2 separate regions of the Mus musculus genome follow, and region 2 is linked to region 1. A link is a contact called in public promoter capture Hi-C data. All regions are on one chromosome and are shown on one strand. The core of a region is the stretch at or near the end of the contact, and the rest is flanking DNA. Distances in the headings are between cores, read along the strand shown. Region 1 holds the start of Map9 (microtubule-associated protein 9). Region 2 holds the start of Wars2 (tryptophanyl tRNA synthetase 2 (mitochondrial)).

The links. Promoter capture Hi-C pulls out the DNA fragments that hold promoters and counts their contacts.
Region 2: a promoter capture Hi-C map of pre-B cells shows a contact between it and region 1. The contact joins the promoter of Wars2 here to the promoter of Map9 in region 1. A contact is called at or near these places in 1 of 39 promoter capture datasets (pre-B cells) and 1 of 484 Hi-C or Micro-C datasets (CD4 T cells).

Annotation. Positions count from the first base shown.
Region 1 is chr3:82,355,425-82,360,045 of GRCm38.p6, forward strand. It overlaps Map9 (microtubule-associated protein 9), which reads left to right and starts at 2,648. Exons shown (of 14, transcript NM_001081230.1): 1 at 2,648-2,831; 2 at 3,551-3,700; 3 at 4,466-4,550. The coding sequence starts at 3,626.
Region 2 is chr3:99,139,230-99,143,850 of GRCm38.p6, forward strand. It overlaps Wars2 (tryptophanyl tRNA synthetase 2 (mitochondrial)), which reads left to right and starts at 1,861. Exons shown (of 6, transcript NM_027462.4): 1 at 1,861-1,959. The coding sequence starts at 1,870.

The DNA.
Region 1 (4,621 bases), core at 1,398-3,897:
TGCTTTTCTCAAAACAGAGAGATTCTCCAAAATTAAAAAAGGACTTGTTTAGTAACAGCAGAACATTGTGATCTGAACATGTAAATTATGGACGCATGAAAGGACCTTGGAGAACAGGACCCAAATGGGGTATTTTGAAACAATAATCTTCAGTCTCTGGTTAATAAAAAGTGGGATGTCATTTCCAGTCTGAACAGATAGGTGCTGGCCGCAGATGTCTTGCAGAAGTACTTCTGGTCTGGGTGACATCTGAAGCAGAGGGTTATGGCCATCTTTAGTGGTATCAGTCAACCATGCAGACACCTTCTTTCACAACATCAAAGCATTGTTTGCTTTTTGTTTGTTTTGTCTTTTTGACACAGGGTTTCTTTGTGTAGCCCTGGCTGTCCTGGAACTCACTCTGTAGACCCGGCTGGCCTCAAACTCAGAAATCTGCCTGCCTCTGCCTCCCAAGTGCTGGGATTAAAGGCGTGCATCACCACTGCCTGGCTCATTATTTGCTTTTAAGTTTAAGGTTGACCAAAGTGACTCCATTTTAATTTTGATAATGTTGATATTTCTTTCAAATAGTGATGTTAAGTTTTTCCCACATACAGAAAAAAATACACTTAAGTCACCACAGATCACTACAATGAGGTGGCTTTCCTTGTGACTCTGATGTTCCCCTTTGTGAGTCTCTCCCTGGCCACAGTGCCTTCCCCCCACAATTCTGCAACTTGTATCTGAACTCAGCCTTCAACCTGCAAGAGCTGTGGGGACTCATGTCTTACAGCATACCATCCAGTGCCCATAGACTGCTCCCATGATGATTGTGAGCACAGACCCTTGTTCCTTTAAACAATTTTTTCTGATCTCTAACCTGTACCACAAGCCACAGAACAACTAACTTTGTGCTAAGCGAGGATTAGGAACTGCTGAATAAAAGTCACATCTCAATTTCTTTGTGATATGAAAAGGGGTCTTCGTCTACCCTATATCCTGCCCAAACACATGCAGGCATGCACAGGTGCTCATGCAGGTGCACACATGCACACACACAAAGACACACACACACCAAAACCAAAAGGCAACCTGAAGAATCACTGACAGTAAATTATCTTGAGCACTAACTAAAAGCAGTTCCTGTGCTGAGCCACTCAAAACCATGGTTAGGTGGGTCCATATACTGGACTTCAGGTCCAGCCTTCTCTCCCATACTTAGTACTCAACTCAAACTCACATGTGTAACAACTGAATTGCTGCTAGAAAGAATTCTCTTTAGAGCCTCTCACTTTGTGCTTGTGGCAAACAACCATCCGAAACCCATTCCCATTGTGTGCAACCCGGCCCTATTGGTAGCTGGGAACTCAGTGTTCTCTATCATTGATGTTGTTGTAAGTTTATTTTTGTAAGTCATGCCTACATTAAAGTTATATCAGTTAAATGAATACCAAATGAATAGAGCCCTTACACATTATCTAAAAATTAGTTCTTCCCATTTGGGTACCCGCCGTGGGTACAGGGCCTTTATCAGAATCATAGATGTTAATAAAATGTAGGATAGAAAAGCTAACAGTAACTGGTGAAAATAGAAAATCTTTTCCTTATGCAGATATTCACTTAAAAATAGTTAAAAACAACATAATTAGCCAAAACAAATTTACCAACCAAGAACAAGTTGAAAAACTTAAACTAGGCTTTTTAAAGGAGTTATTGCAAATATTACTTAGAAACCTTTTTCTCACTGAACTTCATATTTGTTTTTGTGTATTTAAAGATCTATTTGTCAGGGTTATTTTTTAAAAGAAACATTGTGGAGATACAGAAACAAGTTTAGTCACTTGTTAATGAATTGATTTCGACATACCTTTTTCAAGTTAAAAATAGATGAAGTCTGTGTAACTTTAAAAGTTTAAGTGTTTTGTGTATTAATAAATTATTAAATGGCAAAGATAGTGATACTGTCAGCAGTACTTTTTCCAGCCTTCTCCCCTGTGTTTTATTTGCTGACTTCTTTTTAACCAGATTATCTACTAAATATAGAAAGGGTAAACTTTTCACCAAAGATGTAAAACAGGCTCTGGGCTGTGTGTGCTTATGGGATACTTTAGCACACACACCCCTACCCCTACTCTCTGCCTCCTCCTCCTCCGCCCCCCCCCCCCCAACTGCATTACTTACAAGAAACGCTCCTATGTAATATTAACTGAATGCGATTCTAAACATTTCCCAATATTTCGCTATATATTGTATTCGGTATTCACTGCAATCCTTTAAGGAGACAGTCTTATTAGTTTCTTATCAAATCATAGAGATCTTATTTTGCATATTCCAAGAATCAAACGTGCAGTTTAACTCCGACGATTGCAAACGTCACTACTACGTCGTTCTGTTGAGTCCGCTGACACTGCACTGACTCACGCATTCCACGTTCTAACTAGCAAAAGGAAGCTTTGCATCGTGGTCACGCAATACCTGCCTATAAACAAGGACTCTGAGCAGGGGCAATCAAGGTTCCTTGTGGCGTGATGGCAGAGGGCCGGTCTTGTTTCCTAGGTAACAGCCATTGCACACAAGCTGATAGGGCACCGCGCTCCCAACACCTCCACCAGTGATGTCACTTCCTTGGTCTGTGCGGTTGTCCCAGCGACGCCGGCGGAAAGGCGGTGTTGGGTACCCAAGAGACCAGGCGGTTGGAAGTCACTTCCTCCCGGGGACGCTGTTGCCTAGCAACCGCCTTCTGCCTCCATCTTTTGCCCCGCCTCCAGGTTATTCCAATACCTGGTTTCCCAGACCGCGAGGCCCGGGCCGGGGGCGACACCTGTGCTAGAGCATAGCCGCTGGGTTCTCAGGTGGTCACAGGGGCCCGGGTGCACGGGGAGCGGGGTGGATGCAGGAGGCGCGGGCCGTGGTACGTGGAGGAACGGAGGGGACCGTGCTGGGTGTGCGGGGCCCTGGCGCGTGCTGGGCCGGGAGCCGCGCGGAGCTGGGATGCGGACGCCGCCTGGCCAGCCCGGGGAGCTCTGGGCGGTGGCCGGCGATCCAAATGGGCCTCCGACGTCGCGCGCTGGAAGCCTGATGTGCTGCAACTTAGTGTGGAGATGTGTGTGTAACAGCAAACGAATGGTTTGGGAAAATGTCGCTGCTGCTTGTGGTTAAGCATCGTTTTGAATACTGTTATGTGCAAGCCATTTCCGGGGCTGGGAACCTTGACAGTCCTCTTGGTTGCAGCTTGAACTAAGTCGTGGTGGCGTCCGCAATGCTGTGTGTTTTTAATAATGGAAAGTGAAATTGTTTGGCAACATTTTGTTATTATGTAGTTCATTCATCCTTCTAGTGGATGTAGAACAGTAATAACTTCCTCATGGATTTTCTTTTCGTGAAAACCAATTTGTTGTGAAATTTTTATGTACTTAACATAAAACGCTCTTAACGTTTTTAGGTGAATATATTGTACAATGATTAGAGCGATTTCTCTTTGGAGCGGGGTTGTGGGGCACTAATCCCAGGAACAGTGTCTTGATCATGTAAAAACGTCTAATTCTTTAAAATATTTATATGTATATTTCAGCCACCATCAGAGGTTGAATGAATTATTTCAGTAATTTATTAACTGTTGTATAAAAGCAGAGAAAAAGGACACACCATGTCCGATGAAATCTTCAGCACAACTTTGGCGTACACCAAGAGTCCAAAGGCTACCAAGAGAACTTCCTTTCAGGTAAAACGCTGCAAAGCATTTGGTTTTGATTATGCTGCTGCCTAGCCCTTGCTGGTTCTCACAAGATCTGGCATGACGTGGGAGGAGTTCTTGCTTCACTGTTAGTGTGTTGTAGGTCATCTGTCAACTTTGGGCTCCAGTATTGAAACACCCCTCTCTGTAGGATCCTGTCTTCAATATTTGGTTTCTAAGTTGCAAGCCAAAGAGCGACTTCAGAGCTTGGCTCTCTTTAGATTTTGGTTTTCTGTCGTAAGCGTCACAAGGTCTGACTGTGCCAATGCTGCATCCAACTCTTGTTCCCGTGTTTATCACATTATGCCCATCTCTGTAATACACTTCAAGGACCAGTTTGAGGCTGAGGGTCTGCCTCAGTGGTAGGCTATCAAAGTAGCCTGTCATGCTTGTCAAACCTAAGCACTTCCCTCCCTCAAAATGTAGGCATCTGTAACAGAATGTCAGTTTCTAGTAAATCCAATTAAATTGATGCCCCTATCATTCATTAGCATTTAGCGAAGATTGTAACCTGCAATTAATCTATCTAATACTAGTAGTCACTTCCTATTTATTTACCAGTCCCGAGGAAATGGCTCAATTCTGCGCTGAGTCTGATGACGTGGGTACGTTGTACAGCGTAGGCTTAGAGTAAAGTTGGGTGAATGAACTTAAATGTGAATGTAGAATAACCGAGTATAGTTGTTTTAAGATCTAAGTACGAGACATCCCTGCTTGAATGGGAATTGATGTTAGTTACTGATCTCGTTGCAGGATGAGCTGATCAGAGCCATTACAGCCCGGTCAGCCAGGCAGAGAAGTTCCGAATACTCCGATGACTTTGACAGTGACGAGATTGGTATGTAAGTGAATAGACAAATGAGCCAGGGTCCTGTGTTTTGCTGTCTTAGTTGCATTTCACCTATCCCA
Region 2 (4,621 bases), core at 611-3,110, about 17 Mb after region 1:
GATTTATTCAAACATTATGGTATTGAAGGCGAGTATTGATAAAGTGTCTTTACTGAGAACGTGTCCTGGAGATATCCCCCCCCCCCATTAAAATGTTACCAGTACTAGATAGGCACCTGGGCAGAAGACTCTGAAAATGCACTGGCATCACTGGCTTGATGCCAGGGTTTTTTATTCTGCAATCTGGATAGCTAAGAACATTAGAAGTCTAATGTTAACTCCTGGGGTTATAATCTAATTAATTATATAGCTATGCAAATAGTAATACTTTGCTTTCTATCTGAAGACTAGACACCTAAGGCATTTATAAAACCCCATGTTACAGTAACCATTGTCTATATCTTCTCTTGACTGGCTTTGTCCTGGGCTTCTGCTACACCATGTGTCTTGGGTTTTCTATTAATTCCTGGCCACTTTATTTCCATTACTCGGCCACTTTTTATTCTAAATTCAATCTAGTTTATTCAGTTTTTGGAGTCTATTACCATGTTTTGTAGCTCAAGTGTCCCGTTGGCTCTATACTCGGGTATGTAGTCAAAGTGCATTGCACCTGGAAATACATGTGCCTCAAATTTTAACAACAAAATCATATTGTTATGTTCTGCTGAGGGCGGAACCATGGCTTCTTCAGCTTTCTCCACCTCATACCTGTAATTCCTTCCCTGCTCACTTCCAGTTACTCTGGAACAATTGCATGCTTCTAAGATTTTATTGTATGACTGGAGTTTTATCTTACTTTAGATTTCAACTCCTCGGGAGTACAGGCATCTCAAATACAGCTTACTGCCTATGAATCTTTGATAATTTCCAGTATGTGTTTCTTAGACTAATATAACCAATGCAATGGGATTGTGTCAAATCTGCTCTTTATATTTTTTACTGATTTTTAATCTGAGAGTTTTCAGTTCACTGAGAGAAGTCATCATCTTTACACAAAACATCTTCCATCAAGCATCACTGGTGTCATTGTTACTGAACCTCCGCGGAGCACTGCAGCTCTAAGCATTGTCCACTCTGAACTTGGTACTTGCTTCTATATCACCTCGTCAGTATGCATAATTCATTCTCTGAACCCATGAGACCCCACACTTCCGGAAGGCAAGGTACACACATATCCATCAGTGTTTCACTCAGGGCACTAGAGTAAAGTTGCAGACCCGATGACCAGCATGTAGGTCTCAAAAAGTCATTTATGGTCCTCTAAGAGAAGCAGGCTTCATTCTTAAGAGACACGAATGGAAAGCTGCATCTGGAAGCTTGATTAAAAAACAAACAAACAAACAAAAAACTACATGACTTTTTCCTGTAAGAAATAAGTCAATGGAGGGAAAATGAAATAAACCCAGTTCAACTTCAAAACTGTGAGAGCTGACGTTTATTGGTCTAAGGTTCAGTATCAATGAACACAGGATAGCAAGTCATGTAGTTTTGTATTAGAGAGCAGGTGGTGAGACATGGCTTTGCCAGAATCATTGACTGCTTTTCTTCGGAACTGCAGGGTGAGAAATTACCTATTTTTTTCCACCTTTGGTCTCCAAGGAAATCCGAAGGTGCTAGGATTCCAGGAGCCGTGGGTCTGTTTTTAGCCTTCGTTTAGGGTGGGTGATTTCCTTTACTTCCACGTCTAAAGAGCAACAACTCATTTCTTGAGTCTCCCTCAAGGAAGCTGGCACAAAGGAGAAGATGGTCGGGAAAACACTAAAGCCTAGGGCCACCTATTCCAAGGCGCACCTGCGCTGCAAACTTAGGAAACATCGGTACTGAGCTACTTTGGCCAGCGGCAGCCCAGAGGACAGGCGCATGCGTAGTAAGCACAACTCGGCTCGCCCGCAGACGTCATTCCGGGCCGGCGGCCCCGCCCTTCTCAAGATGGCGCTGTTCTCTGTGCGGAAGGCCCGTGAGTGCTGGCGCTTCATCCGGGCACTTCACAAAGGACCCGCAGCAACTCTGGCTCCCCAGGTAACCCGAGCCGGTCTTCTGCTTTAGGTCTCCGATCCTGCGAGCGCCTTCCCGCTCCCCTTCCCTTCCGCCACTTATTTCTCCCTTCCTGCTTCCTGTAAAGAGCCCTCCACACTTTCTCTCCGAGGTCCACTAGCCTATGACTGTCCCCAACTCAGACCACAGCGACGTTGCACACATGTGACCGCAGGAGGTGCTGCTGCTGGAAAGCACACGCCGCCGGGCCGCGTGGCCAGTGTTGCCTGGCAACGCAGGAAGCCATCTCCTGAAAGAGTGTGACGTTATCAGAAACTTAGTTGCTCTGCGATCGATCGTTCTCTTGCGCACCGTTCTGTTACGTTTTTAGCCTCCTCCCCCTTACAACTTCCCGGGGTGCAGCGGAGAAATCAGAAAAGTTTTCTTAGAATTGGGTTGTTTAGGTTAGTGCAGTAGCTAGCGTGTGGAACGCGAGCAAGAATCGGTGCTCGGTGATCCTTAGGCGCCTGCATCTACCAGGCCCTGTAACCAACAGCAACAAGCTGCCGAGGTACTTCATAGTGTTGCTTGCCTGGCAGCACTGCGATTACCACGACTGAGCTGATGAGCATGATATATTATGTCGAGCCCCGCCACATTTGCATTTTATCCTCAGAGCCAAAAGGTGTTGGGGAATTTGCTTTGTTCTGACAAGCACAAAACATCCCAGAATATATCAGTTTGACATAGATGATCTCGGAAGTCTTGTCTGAGAGCGGGAAGGAAACTTGAACTTCTGTGATGAAGTAATTTTTACACATTGCATATTCATAGCCATTAATGCACAGATATGACATGAGGGTGTCATGTTGTAACTGATGTATTATTGGAAAGCTTTCTGGCCTGGTCCTAAAAGTTCCTGGCTTTTTCTAACATTTGCTAGCTGTGTTACAGAACCAGTTGTAATCCTCTGGGCAGATGGAATAGAGGGAGAATTGGAGTGATTGGCATGTTGATGTACTTCCAAGACTGGAAAGCTTATGGGTTCATGACTATGAAGGTAAAACATAGCCAGCAAGAGTAGATGAAACTAGCATGTAATATTATATTTTGAATCATCCCACAAGTTACTCATTCTCTGAACTTACTTTTTTTTTCTTTAATGTAAACTTCACAAGATTCTTTACGAATAAAAGACACAATACTAGAAATTCAGCAAACAACTATTCAAATGTTACTTTACATTTTAAGAAACAGTGTTAGTTAAGAATTGATTCCGGCTTTAATCATCAAATGTTGTTTTTCTTGAGGTTTGGGAATTTCATTTTTTGGAATCTGATAGGCATATTAATGTGTATACAACCAAGAATATCTAGGACAGATTACTGTTTTTAAACCCTTGATTTCACTTTAAATATAAAGAATTAAATGTTAAAGTTAGTTTCTGCAGTGTTATAATGCATATCAGTTAAAAATGATAGCATGAAAGATTAAGGCAAGCCCAGTCTGGTGGCAGAGGCCTGGAATCCCAGCTATTCTGGTGGCAGAGGAGGAGGGGAGGGGGTCACAAGTTTAAAACCAGCCTGGGTGATTAAGTGAAATTCTTTGTCTCAAAATAAAAAGTGAGAGGATAGCTAAGTGGCAGGATGCTTGCTCAGTACACATGATGATGCAGGTACCAAAGCACTGATGAAGTTCTCCTGAAAGACTGATGGAAAAGATTAAACACTGTGTTCAGAATATGATGGCAGCAGTGTTTGCACAGAAGTGTTTACTCATAGGAAGAAAGACTGGAAGGAAAACAACCATTTTTGATGGGCTTTGTTCATCCTAAATAGTGGATTAAAAGTAATTGAAGCGTGCTTTAAGCCTTTGTTTTTGTGTGTTTCAAATTGCAGATATATCACTTTTATAACCAGGAAAATTTAAAAGCATAAATCTTCCTACAAACCTATAGTCACTGATGCTGTTTGGGCATTTTAAGTTTCTGAAAGAGATACCTGTCCTCTATGGCCATTATTAAAGTGGCCTTGGAAAAGGACTCCTAAAAATTTATGGCCACTCTTCCTGTGTGTGTCTTCTTTTTCTATTGAAAAGCGTCCTTTGAAGTCAAAGGGATTTTGTGAGCAGATGCAGAAATATGTGAAGAAAGAATTGGATTCTCAAACCAGATGCACTGGACATTTTTATGACATCTCATAACCTTTGTAAAAAACAAAACATTATTTTGTAAAAGCATATTATAATAGAAAGACATGCGTATTTATCATATAGGTGGTTTTATGAAACCAGGGGATGGTTAGGTTACTTGGTTATTGATTTAGGCTGTGCACTTGCCCCCTGAGGTGGGAGCAGACACGGATGAGCCACGGTGGGTTTTTGTTGGAAACTGACTGACTGAATGTATTGTGAACCTTAAGTTGTTTTAATGCTCTGCAAAAAATCTTTTTAACAGCATCTTGGTTAAGAAGTGTGGCATTAGTAAGAAGTGAAATGTATTTACTCCTCAAGGCTACATGTAAACTCAAATTCAAAATAGCAAGAAAAGGCCTAGAGGTGTGACTAGTGCTGGCCAGGTATGGGAGAGGTCCTGGGTTTAATCTTTAGTATGTTAGAGAGAGGTATAAGGGAAGAAGATATGAATACAAGCACATCCTACATATTCAATGTGGATGTCTACAATTTGTGCAGCAATGGTTTATTTTGT